3 separate regions of the Mus musculus genome follow, and regions 1 and 2 are each linked to region 3. The links are chromatin contacts, called in public HiChIP or PLAC-seq maps. All regions are on one chromosome and are shown on one strand. The core of a region is the stretch at or near the end of the contact, and the rest is flanking DNA. Distances in the headings are between cores, read along the strand shown.

Region 1 (3,821 bases), core at 422-2,921, 270 kb before region 3:
TCCATCACCATCCCAGACCAAGACCAGGATTCCCTAAGGCTGGACTGTTCTTCTGTAGGCTCTGGACACCTGCTGCTGTGACTTCTGTATCCCAGAAGTGAGCTCCATCTCCATTTGAGGCGTTCTAAAGCTGGGGGAGGGTTTCAGAGGCTCCCTTGCTCCCCCAAGACAAAGAAGAGGATTAGGTCACGGAGACCAGGCTATGCCCGTGCACAACATTCTGGGCTTCTCACCACTCACCTGCTTTATCTCCTCACCTGGCTCTCATGGAGCCATCCTGGTTTGCAGATGAGGACAGTGAGGCCTGGGAAAGTAGAGAGAGGGGCAGCTGCCCAGCCTGGCCCTTCCTCCATCCCACCCCTGCACCTCGGCCCGCCCAGTGCTGTCCTGGTCGGTCGGGACAAGACTCCGACTTGCAGAAGAGATTAGGACTAAGGAGAAAGAACGCCGTCCTGGCCCCGCGCATGCCCTGAGTATTTAAATTCTTTTTCATAATTATCTCAGATAGTAATTACTGCAGAAGCAGATGCGCTTATCGCAGACAAGAAGCCACCTGCCTTCCCATTTTTGTCAAAAGTGGAAACTGACATTATTTTTGCGTTTTGCTTCAATGGCTGTTTTCACTGTAAGTAGCACCTTCACCACAAGGAAAGCAACCCTGGAGAGGGAGGGGGTGTCCAAGCCTCAGGGTGATTATTCCAATCCTGCTGTGGGCATTGCTCAAGGGCTTGAGGGGAGAGAGGAACATACTTCCACAAAATGTACAGCTGGGGTTCACTCCTAGGGAGAAGCGGGCACCCCTCCCCCACTACACCCCTCCCCCACTACACCCCTTGCCCACCATAGGACTACAACCCTCTGGACTCACCCACCCACCACAAACATCAGTGTCCTGGACCTTGAAAGAATTGGCTCCCATGAGAAGTTCTCATAAGCCCCCAAGAGGATGCCCCTCCAAGGACTGGGCACTCGAAGCTCTCTCCTCTCTCACAGCTTAACTCAGGGGCCTTCAGTAACAAGAACAAGGGACAACCTGAGAACCCTCCATCAAGGAAAGGTCCTGCAACCAGGCAGGATAACTGACCTTCAGGAATCAGGTGGGAATCCCAGGCCTGGCTCTGCCAGCCTCTCTGGTCCCCAGTGTCCCTTCTGTCAAATGGACAGTCCCAAAGGATCTTGACCACCTCTTCCCTAATGAATAAATCATTCCTCCTGGAAAGCTTTTGGCGTGAACACCTGAACACGGGGGTCTCTTTCCACTCTCAGCCCCAAGTCACAAATTGTAATTGTCAAGAACTACAATTTAGCGTACTGGGTACCTGGAAGGCATTGCTCATTGAGTCATTTATCTTGCCCCCAAATCCCACATTATGGGTCCATTCTCATTCCTCCTTTTCACTCGGGGAAGCAGACTCAGGGTGGGTGAGTTTTCCACAGCCTTACAGCAAATCTACTAAAGCACTCAGTAATCCGTTCCCGAAGATGAAAATCTGATTGCTCCCATTTCCCAAGAGGAGGCACCGAGGTTCGGAGAGCTGTACCTCGGGTTTGGGGGAGTACAGACCCAAGCGTGAGCACAGAGGAACTGGAAGGGAGCCCTGAGGAGTTCAGCCTGCCTTCTGGAAGAGCCCCCTACTGGGCGTGCCACCTGTCCCTCCTCACAGCTGCGTTCTGCTGCCCTCGTGTGGTCAGAAAGGTTGACGGGGCTTCGAGCCTCTAAAAATTTGCGCGAACAGAACAGACGTGGTCAGAAGGCAAGAGTGTATGGGTAAAGAGAGAGAGCACAGCCCCGCCCTGGAGTCCTTCTCAGTTTCCACTGACTCCCTGTAGGCAAGCCACTTCCTACTCTTTGTCCTAGCAGATCTGTCTAGGACAGTCTTCCCTGACTTTATCTCTTTCCAACAGCGTCCCCCAGCCCTACCCATTAGCCATGATGTGGATGTATTGATTGTCCCTGTGCAGAAGTGAACCTGGCCTAGGTACTTCGCGGTAGAGGCTTGGAATGGGCCCTCTTCATCACCCTACATGCCTCTAGTCAGCGAACTTGAGCTGATTCGGCTGCAGGCCCTCTAATGTGTCAGGCAACAAGCCCCGCACTATAAGCATTCGCCCGCTGCGGGATGCTGTCCACTACAGTCTGCACACCAGTGGGCAGCCTCCGAGGGGCGTAGACTGTATGACGCGGGAGGACAACCGAGAGCACAACGACCAAGGGCGACGGTCTCTGCTGGGAGGAAGAGGGTGGTCTGGCACTGAATTTGCCTCCCAAATCAACCTGGGGGAGCCTCTCATTGTTCTTGTCTCGCCAGGAGGAGAAAAGTTTAGTCTAAATGCCGTCTGGTCCTCACGAGCACCTGCCAGGACACAGTGCTCAGCGACTTGCTTCTCTGTGTCTCCACTGCTGAGGCCCCGCATCGCCCAACCTACTAGTCAACCGTGCTGTGATGGGCAGGAACATGTGTACATCTGGGAGTGATCCAGGTTTCCTGTCGCAACCCGGTGAACCCGCTACTCGCAGCAATCTCATCTCACAAGGCAGGAAAATCAGACACCAAGAAGTCTAGGAACTTGCCTATGTCTCACAGATGGGAAAAGGCAGAACGGAGATCTGAATTCTGCGGGACAGGACAGGGCCGTGGGCTGCAGTGTCTAAGCCCTGCTCTCTACTGAAACCCTTAGCGCACCAGCCCTGCGATCTGGAGCAGAGACCTGCAATCAGCAGGGCTCAGAGTGTGTGATCTCCGGGTAGAAAGTTCTAGGACCTGCGCCTCGGCTTTCCGCGGACCAGCGCCTAGCGCCCCTGCGCCTGGATAGCTTTCTGCCAGAGCCACCGCTCGGACACACGCACTGACGATCCGCGACGCTCGCAGCGCCTCCTGGTGGCGTCCAACATCCTCAGCGGCGGTGGCTTTGGCGCACGCCCTAGCTGCACTGGCCAAAGGCGGCTGGCCACGCTAGGGACTGGCACTCAGCAGCTGAGCTTCGCCACCTGCCGCTGGAGTCCGGGCTCTTCCTGAGAGTCCCGGCATGCCTGCCCCATGGCTCCAAGCCAGGCTGAAAGTCAGAGCCCGGAGTCAACGGCCCGACTTCACCGCGGCCTCCCCGTGAGCAGCTGTCCCGCTCTGGATATGTGGGCCCTGAAGAGGGACCCGGGAGTGTCCACCTGTGGCCACGCTGACTACGCTGCGCACCCGCCAGGCCCACATCCTGCCCCGGTGGGCGCGAGCAGGCAACGGCGCCCACCCTGCTTATCACTGCAGAACGGAGAGCGGGAAATGCCAGGGCCCGGGGCACGGAAAAGGGCGGAGAGCTGGTCCCTAAAGCCACGTGGGTTGGGAATATGCCTCTGGGTCAAGTGCCCAGGGACTTGATCTTCCGGCTACACTGCCCTGTCCTCGAGAGCTTTTCAAACTGGTGACGCAAACATCAATTTGGGGAGGGAAGGGGAGGGGTGTACAGCCAAAATAATGCCCCCCTCCCTGTGCGGCCCCGCCTTAGTCACTGGTCTCTTCACAGCTAGATCTCAGGCTACGGGGGATGGGGAAGCCGGGGGAGGGGGAAGCCGAAGGCAGGCCCAAGTCTAACAAAGGACTGGATGCTCCCTAAGCCCGAGCCAAGACTGTTTCCATGGTAACCCTCTTCAAGGATAAAGGAAAGGCTTGGTTCCCCCAACACGATGCTACTAGCTGTGAGAAGGGGAGCTGAGCCTTAGAACACAGGTAGGGAGACTGAGTTTGGGGAAAGGATAGGGACATGTTGCAAGTTCCCCTACTATCCAAGACACCCAGGTTTCCCACTGAAAGTCCATCATGTTTCCTAGA
Region 2 (3,972 bases), core at 178-2,677, 260 kb after region 3:
GGGTACCTAAGCATCTTCCTCACCACCACCTTCCTGTTCCATGAGCTCAGCTGAGTGAGTTGTTATCTGGCCAACAGTGTACCTAGCGAATATCTCCTAAGTGCCCTCTGTGTGTTTGGCCCAGAGTAGAGGTGGTGGTGGTGGAGGGGGCAAGGGTAGTGGAACGCCTTCCTCTTGGAATATCTGGGGCTCAGGAAATGGACCACAGAGTGAAATGTGGCTGTGTGGTTTTGAATGACTTCTTGGGTGGTCACAGGGGACCTGAGTCCAAGATCAAGGAAGCCACTGGATGAAGGACCAGCTGGGGATTCGGGTTCTAAGGACAGAGGGACTGGGAACTTCCAGCAGTATCCCCAAAAAGGAGGGTGTCTGGTTGGGCACAGAATCTGGAGCCACTCCACTGTTGGATAGTGCTCACCTTGTTCCCTCAGCACAGACTGGAAGAGGACCACACTCTAGCTACAGTGATAGGGAGGTAACCTGGCTGGCCCTGGAGTCCCAGACTAAAGGTGAAGGGGACAGCAAAGAGCTGTACTGGGGAGGGTGGGGAGAGGTTGGGGGGGTAGTGGAGATCAGACTCGTTCAGTCATCACGTAAAGCAGAGTTTTTCAACATGTGTCAGGACCCCTTGAGGGTTGAATGATCCTTTTATAGGGGTCACCTAAGATCATCAGAAAACACAGATATTTACATGATGATTCATAACAGTATCAAAATTATAATTATGAAGTAGCAATGAAAATTGTTTTATAGTTGGAGTTACCACAACATGAGGAACTGTATGAAACGGTCTCAGCATTAGGTTGAGAAACATCATGTTAGATAGAGGTCCTGTGAGAGTGTTTGAGGGGGAGTGGGGCAAGCTGGGTACTTAAAACAAGCAGAACATGATAAGCTCCAGGCCAAAGGGATGAGGTAAGGGGTGGGACCCAGAACACAGAGAGGCGGGTCAGCTCAGCCTCAGCTTTAATCCTGTTGCTTCATCTGCTTTCAGAGACATGGCAGAGATAAGGGTGAACTCCACCCACTGGGTCACTAGGGAGAAGTGAAGGGTAGGGGCAGGGCAGGGCAGGGTTAAGGGGCCTCTAGAAAGAATGTGGAAAACCTGGAATTGGGTTTTGTTTTCATATTTTATTTTTATTTTTATTTTTATTTTTTACAGTGCTGAAAGTAGAACCCAGGGCCCTAGGCATGGTAGGTAAGCACTACCACTGGCCACATGACCTCACATTCCTGTCGTTCCTTTTGTCCTCCCTGTACTACCAGGCCTGGCTCTTTTCTCTTCTCTTCCTGTCTCCATTTTCCTCTACCTTCTTTTCTGGGCTCAAGCCATGCTTTTCTCTTAGCCTTGTCCATAGCTAGGACAGGCCAGAGCTATCAAGGACTGTTGGATGTGCATCTAGCTCTCATCTGTATAAGGACTAGTCCAGCCACAGCTTCACTGGAGTCTCGGGCGTTGATGACTCACCAAATGCTTTGGAAGTTGAGGGAGGAAAATTACTTTGGGTTTGAGGCCAAGCTGCAAAAAATTGCCTCATTGATTTCTCACGACAAATCCTGAAAGCATGGGTGCAAATCTCATCTCTTTATTGGCATCTGGTTTTGGTTTTGGTTTTGGTTTTGTCTTTTCAGCAGTGGGGATTAAATTGAGGGCCTCATGTATCATAGGTTAGTGCTCTACCACTGAGCACCATGCTCAGCTATCTCTTTTTGCTTTTTGAGACAGGATCTCACTAACTTATTCAGACTGGCCTCGAATACTTTCTATAGCCCAGTCTAGTCTTGGGCTTGGTGATTCTTCAGTTCTCAAGTGGCTGGACTCTAGGCCCACACTGCCAGTACTGGCTTTAACTTTGTTTTGCAGCTGGGGAAACTGAGGCAGCCAGGTGTGTTGCCAGAATTCTTTTCTGAATTCTGGGAAGTAGCAGCATCAGAATTGGAATCCAGAACTTACCTTTCCTTTGAGGTTGAGGGTGTGTATCCCAAACACTGACTTAAAAGAGACTTCAGTATTTCATATCAAGCTGAGCTCATTGTTTCCATGCCTTCCTTCTGGCTGCAGCTGATAGCCTTACCTCTCCCTCATCTGCAAGATCATCTGAGAGCTAGTCCCTACCAGACCCAGAGCTGCTATCCATCTGGTCTGCCTGGAAGATGGCCCTTTGCTAGCAGCTCCCAGCCTTCTTCAGAGTGGTCAGTGTCCCCTGCAAGCTCAGTAAGTCAGAAATATGGGTATGATGACACACCCTCATATCCCTCACCTCTTCTAGCCTCTTCTCATGCACACAGCTGTGAACTGGAAGGGTATCTACCATTTCAGGGAAGACCAGAGGAAGACAAATCTTTGGAAGAGTGACTGTAGGCAGGGTCTCCAGCCTCTTCATTTCTGTTTCTTCATTTCTTTGAGATGGACAAAGATTCCCATTAGGACACACACTGTGTCATTTACTTGGAAGGCTCCAGGAAAAGTTGGCCATGAGGCTACTGCCCATCAGAAATTCATCTGTATGTCGGCTGGAGCTAGACTCAGAGAACAATCCCAGCATCTTCCCCAGTTCCCTCCCTCTGACCATGTGGGTCTATGGTTTATTTGAAAACTTTTGAGTTCCCTGGGATTGTGGAGACTGCTCTTGGCCCAAAGCAGAGCCCATGCTTCAGGGTCTCAGCTCTACAAACAGGTACCCTGGTATAGGCACCACAGGAAGTCAGTGGTGAATTCTCAAGTGCTAACTGTTGCTATGTAACAAGCTGTATGGTGCTATGGCTTGAAATAGCAGTGGTCTGTGATGTGGGGTCTGTGGGTTAGGGGATCTGCCAGTTTCTGCTGGTCTCCCAGGGAGGCCAGATAGATTAGAAGGCAAGAGGCAGCCCAACAAACATGGCCAGAGATAGTATCTTTTAGCAGAGCCTCTTGGATCCCTTACTGCACCTCAACTCTTGAGAGGAAAGAAGAATCTCTGCCATAAAAGGACTTGTAGAGCTAGGTCCTGGGGTGAGTTCCCAGAACATCAGCCACAGGTCAAGGAGGCAGGTGGAAACCATCCACCGGACCAAAACTGAGAGTCTTGCTTAGGAGTGTGAAGTGGAACCCACGGTGGCTAGGATTAGGATGGGGAGGGGAACGACAACAGGCAGAGAGTGGAACGCCTTGGGGCTGGAAGACAGTCCATAAAGGAATCCTTTGCTTCTGGGTGAGGGAAGGTGAAATAGGGTGGAATGTACCCTATGATTCTCCTCCCCAACGTGTGTTGGGGGGGGTACTTTTTGTGGTACTGGAGTCATGGGCATGCCCAGTAAGTGCTCTGCCATTGAGATACACCCTGGGCTTAGTGCTTAGGGTTTCAACATAGGAGTATGGAGCAGTTTGTGGTTGCTGGGGGTGCTAGTCATTTTGTTTTACTCAAACCTTTCTCCTATCTTCTGGTCTTGCAACTAAGTCTAGGCCATCTCAGAATTTTTTCCTTGTCAACTTCCACATGGACTCTCAGTGGCAGATGAGCCTCTTCACACTGTGCCCCCCTCTCCCACCCTGTGTGTTCTCCTAAAGGCATGCAAGCCTCTGTCTTCTGAATCTACATTCATAGGGCACTATGCAGAGAGGTATGTGCCACAAGCTCCCAGACCTAGCCCAGGGGTCCATTATGACTAGAACTTCTTCCACATTCTATACCTTGGCCCCACCTCAGGTTGTTGGACAGGCCAGCTCCCACCATGGGGAGATACGGATGCTAGGAGGGGGATCTGTGGCCATAGTTTGCTGTTGTGGGATACCTTTCAGTAGGGTGCTGCTGGAGCCTTGTATCACACAGACTCTGCAAGTTTTGCTCACAAAACTAAATGTTATCCTGGTGAGATTACACTTCAGTCACTCAAACCTTAGCATGTCTGTTCTGTGTGCTACTCCACTCAGCAGCATTGGATGCCCAGCAAGGTGTGTCAGTGCCAGGTGCTGCGGCTTCTGCTGGGAGGAGG
Region 3 (4,205 bases), core at 1,150-3,649:
TCCTGCCCGACTGCCCCAGGAAGTCCAGTGTGAGGACAGTTCTTTGCTCAGGGCCCTCCTGATGCCAGGAGCTACTCACTTCCTACCCAGCTATGTACAGACTTGTCCTGCTTCAGCTGCCTGTGGTCATGCAGAGGATGCAGGGCATGGAGTGAGGGCCCTGCAGTCTGGTGTCTCTCTACCAGGAAGTACTTGGGGACAAGTAGAGAGTGTAATAACACTGTTACATAGGCAGCAGGGATCTGGGATTCAGGCCACTCCACAGAGGTGGATAGCTTTGGGGCAGAAGTGCTGCCCACCTACACCCTGGGGCTCTTAGGAAGGAGTCAGATCAGGAGCTCCTATCCTGTGAGCCTCTGGCCCACCAATCGCTCAAGCTTTAAAGCTCACAGGGCATCTTCCAGAACTGCCTCTCTTTCTTTGGAGCAACCTAGCTGCCTCCTTGACAGAAAGGACACCAAAACCTGATGTGCCAAGCTGGTACCTAAGGATACTTTCTGGAAAGGACAGAGATGGCCAGAGGAGACAGAAGGAGATGCTGCCCTTGTCTAGACACCTCACATCTAAGACAGACTCGCCCCTGCATCCCAGGCAGTAGGACATGGTGGACCATGCAGATGTCTAGTGGCACAGGCCCTCAGGGGACCCAGCTATGGCTCTGGCATTTTGATGTCTGTCTTTGTCCTGTTGCAGATGGAGCCAGCCTCCTGTCACACTTCCTGGACTCCTATCAAGTCATGTTCTTCACCTTTTTTGCTCTGCTGGCTGGGACAGCAGTCACCATTATAGGTGAGGCCAACCTCATACCCCTTTCTCCACCCCGCACCCTCTCACCCTACTCACTCTCACCAGCCTCTATTCTTGCAGCCTACCATACAGTCTGTGCACCCCGGGAACTTGCTTCACCCCTGGCCCTCACGCCCCGTGCCAGCCCTCAGCACAGCCCCCACTGTGAGTACCTCGGCCACAGGCATAGCCTAGAGCGCCTCCACTAGAGTCATCTCCTGGGGAAGGGTGGGATCCAGGCCCCGAACCCTAGATTTCACAGCTTGTGTCAGAGCAAAAGAGACAGTTAGAGCTGAGCCCCAGGGACAGATGTGCCAGGGGACAAGAGTGTCACACAGACTCAGATATTAGTCTTGACTCCTCAGAGGCATCCATCCCCAGCAGGCTGTGGGATGGGAGGAGTTGGTAGAGACAGTGTTGTCTGAGCAGGGGAATTCCAGAAAAGACAGGCAGGGCTACCACTGAGAGGTCAGGTTGGGATGGGAGGATGGAGACTCTACACTGTCCTCATGAGAGATACTCCCACAGAGAAAGATAGGAAAGCCCACTCCTTTCAGTAATCTATTTGTCTGTGATGACCTAAGGTCTTAGTCACCCTCTACAGTTCCTGGGGTACCTTTCTCTAAGAGTCTTCTGGAATTGTGCAGTGCCCAGTAGCCCTTTGTCTCCTGACTCCCATTTGGCTTGTGTAAGAGGCCCTTGAGCTAGTGTTTGCTCATCTTAGTGTTAGAGGACAGCTTTATGGCCAGAAGTGCACGCACACCCACACACACACACACACACACACACACACACACACACACACACACACACACGCACGCACGCACGCACGCACGCACACACGCACACGCACACGCACGCACACACACCCTGTTATCAAAGCCTCTTCCTGTTGTCTCTGGTCTTCAAGGCAGGACTCCTGAGTATCCTAGCATGCTGGGTGGTAGCTGTCCTCATGGCTTTGGCTTGATGCACAGCTATTCTGCTACAGTCCTTTCTGACTCTTCCTCCCAGTGTTTGTTGAAGTTACCATAGGGTCTTAGTGACAAAGTTCCTTTCACTTGCCTCCAGGTCCTTGTTACAATAGCATTGTGCTCAAGAGTCTGGTTCTTCCATCCTCTTGGCTCCGTGGAGAGATAACAGGATGTGTCATGTGACCCACCCCAGACTACTGACTGAGCTCAGGAAGGTCAGAGGTCATGTTCCAGGCTAAGTGGATATAAATATTTATGAACCCTACACATCCCAGTAAATCTCATCCACACCCTCCACAGGATTAGCCCAGTCTAGCTCATAAGGTATTCATTGGAGACAGAAGGCTGCTGGGTACAGAAGCACAGGTTGGGCAGTGTACTTTCCCGTGCCTCCCCTGCCCCTGTCAGTTTCTGCTGTCCTAGGTATAAGCCCCTGGCATGCCATGGGCACACACTGAGGAGTATAGTGGGGATATTGGCTATTTATTCCTTCATGCTCACGTCCCTTTCCTCCCCAGATCTTGCCTCATCTCCGGCTGCTTTCAACACACTGCCTTCTGGTCGCAAAGCCAGCCCTCCCTCGGGGCTCTGGAGCCCAGCCTATGCCTCTCACTAGGCAATGTGCAGGGCTGGTATTACTACACAGCTGAACTGACACCTGGACAGAAGGGTCACTGTCATTTTCACACCGGGGTGAAACCACGCCTGGGCCCTAGGCCATCCTCACTGCCCTGGCCGTGCTGAATCACTGCCTGATTCACACAAGCAAGGGATTTTAATTTGTTTGCTTTTAAATCTCTTTCCCAGTCTTGAGGGTCAGGGCTTCCTGGTTCCCTCCTTCTCATGTGGTGTGCAGGGTTTGGGGGTGCTGCTTAATCTTGTATTTGTTCTGCTCGAGGAAGCTCGCTTCCCTGTTCATGGCTTTTGAGTATTGGAAGCTGTTTCTACATCATCTACAGATAATGTCACTGTAGTGATCTCAGGGAAAGGATTTTCTCATGACTCCTGGGGTTTTTGTGGTGCTTGGAATAGAACCCAGGGTTTCATACCTGCTTGGCAATTGCTTGTCCATTGGCACATGTGCACACCAGCCCTTTATTGTGGGTTTTTTTTGTTATTGTTGTTGTTGTTTTTTGTTTTTTGTTTTTTTTTTCATGAAAACTCACTCTTCTCCTTATCCTACTGCTGCTAGGAAATGTGGGGGACAAGCAGATGTGGATGTCCCCTAGGGGACACCATGCCCAGAGCCCTGTGCTGACTGAGCCTTCTTACTGTGATAGTTACTGAGCCTCAGCAGAGTGGCCCTCCCTTCAGAGCCCCGGGAGGACTTCGGTCTTGTTTCAGCAGAAGGGCTTCTGTCACCAGGGTTGGAGTACCTCTCGCTCTCCCTGAGGCAGCTTGGGAATAGCCACAGCATCATCGGCCCTGCCCTGCAGCCACTGGCAGGGATCTTCTGATCTCTGGGTTTGTTCTGAGATGCTGCTGTGACTTGTGGAGCAGAGAGACCCAGGGTCATCTGCTCATCTGCCTTGGAGGACACAGAATGCAGTACCTCAGTGGATCTGAGCCACCCTATTGGCCCTCCTCTCCCCCTCCTCTGCCACCAGCACTCGCCTCGCTAGCCCAGGAGCGAAGAGGATGCCTTGGGAATACGACGCATCTTCACGTCCAAGCTCAGGGTCATGGCCTCTGTTTCAGGTCCAGGTGCTGTGGTGCTGTCAGAATGAGCCAGAGACTCACCTCCAAGTGGACGTGTATGGGCACCACGTCACCAAGAGTTGTTTGCCTTTGAAGGTCATGTGTGATCCTTTGAGGCTGAGCCATAGGATGGACTTTCTGGACGTGAGGATAGAGTCTTTGTGCCCAGCCAGCCACTCAATCTCCCCCGAGAGCTGTTAATGGAGTCTTCCCTGCATTTGTTTAATAAAGTTCTGTGTAGTTTCTTAAGGATGCGGTGGTTCTTGGGGGTACTGACTCTGCCTGGGTGTTTACTATGACTGATGGCCTGTAAGCACCAATGGTGCCCTTACCTCCTCCCTGGCCATGGGGTCTCCCTACCCTGAAGGCAGGGGCAGGAGCAGGACCTTGTCTGCAGTAGTACCGCACAGTCTCCCTTCCCTCCTCTTCCTGCCAGTCCTCTCAGGCACCTGTCATTCTGCCTTCTCCTTCCTTCATTGTCATCTAAAATGTTTGTATTTCCCCTTAAAATGGCCTTTCTCTGTCCTCCCCCTACTCCCCCTCCCTCAGCTATACTCCCAAGATCTTGAACACCTCAAAGGACCAGTTCTCTGCCCCTCTCCCCCACCACACGCCCTTGGTCTGGCTTGCCTTCTCAGAGCCCTCATGGGCCCCACCCTAGCCAGCACTAGTCCTGTCACATTCCTCATGGGACCTGCCCTGTCACACCATCCACAGGAAACAGGATTCCGCTGGGCCCTGCTCTAT

What was found. HiChIP or PLAC-seq counts read pairs in DNA pulled down with a chosen protein or histone mark.
Region 1: a FOXA1 HiChIP or PLAC-seq map of pancreatic cancer cells shows a contact between it and region 3. The contact joins two enhancer-like sites. A contact is called at or near these places in 1 of 484 Hi-C or Micro-C datasets (cerebral cortex), 1 of 115 datasets of contacts at active chromatin or transcription factors (pancreatic cancer cells) and 2 of 9 other capture datasets (embryonic stem cells and pancreatic islet).
Region 2: a contact with region 3 is called in a FOXA1 HiChIP or PLAC-seq map of pancreatic cancer cells. The contact joins two enhancer-like sites. A contact is called at or near these places in 1 of 115 datasets of contacts at active chromatin or transcription factors (pancreatic cancer cells) and 2 of 9 other capture datasets (embryonic stem cells and liver).

What each region holds. Positions count from the first base shown.
Region 1 is chr6:91,284,666-91,288,486 of GRCm38.p6, reverse strand. No RefSeq gene overlaps it. Among named protein-coding and RNA genes, the nearest start is that of Fbln2, 74 kb to the right of the region's middle. Within about 2 kb of position 1,671, at least 49 of the 459 cell types and tissues checked have an H3K27ac peak or open chromatin away from gene starts, as enhancers often do. A contact at or near this core is called in pancreatic cancer cells, where this site is marked.
Region 2 is chr6:90,747,261-90,751,232 of GRCm38.p6, reverse strand. The region is part of intron 1 of Iqsec1 (IQ motif and Sec7 domain 1); the gene reads left to right. Among named protein-coding and RNA genes, the nearest start is that of Iqsec1, 61 kb to the left of the region's middle. Within about 2 kb of position 1,427, at least 76 of the 459 cell types and tissues checked have an H3K27ac peak or open chromatin away from gene starts, as enhancers often do. A contact at or near this core is called in pancreatic cancer cells, where this site is marked.
Region 3 is chr6:91,012,570-91,016,774 of GRCm38.p6, reverse strand. Nup210 (nucleoporin 210) reads left to right here. Exons shown (of 40, transcript NM_018815.2): 38 at 694-789; 39 at 868-951; 40 at 2,279-3,708. The coding sequence ends at 2,376. Among named protein-coding and RNA genes, the nearest start is that of Gm38860, 4.7 kb to the right of the region's middle. Within about 2 kb of position 2,399, at least 39 of the 459 cell types and tissues checked have an H3K27ac peak or open chromatin away from gene starts, as enhancers often do. A contact at or near this core is called in pancreatic cancer cells, where this site is marked.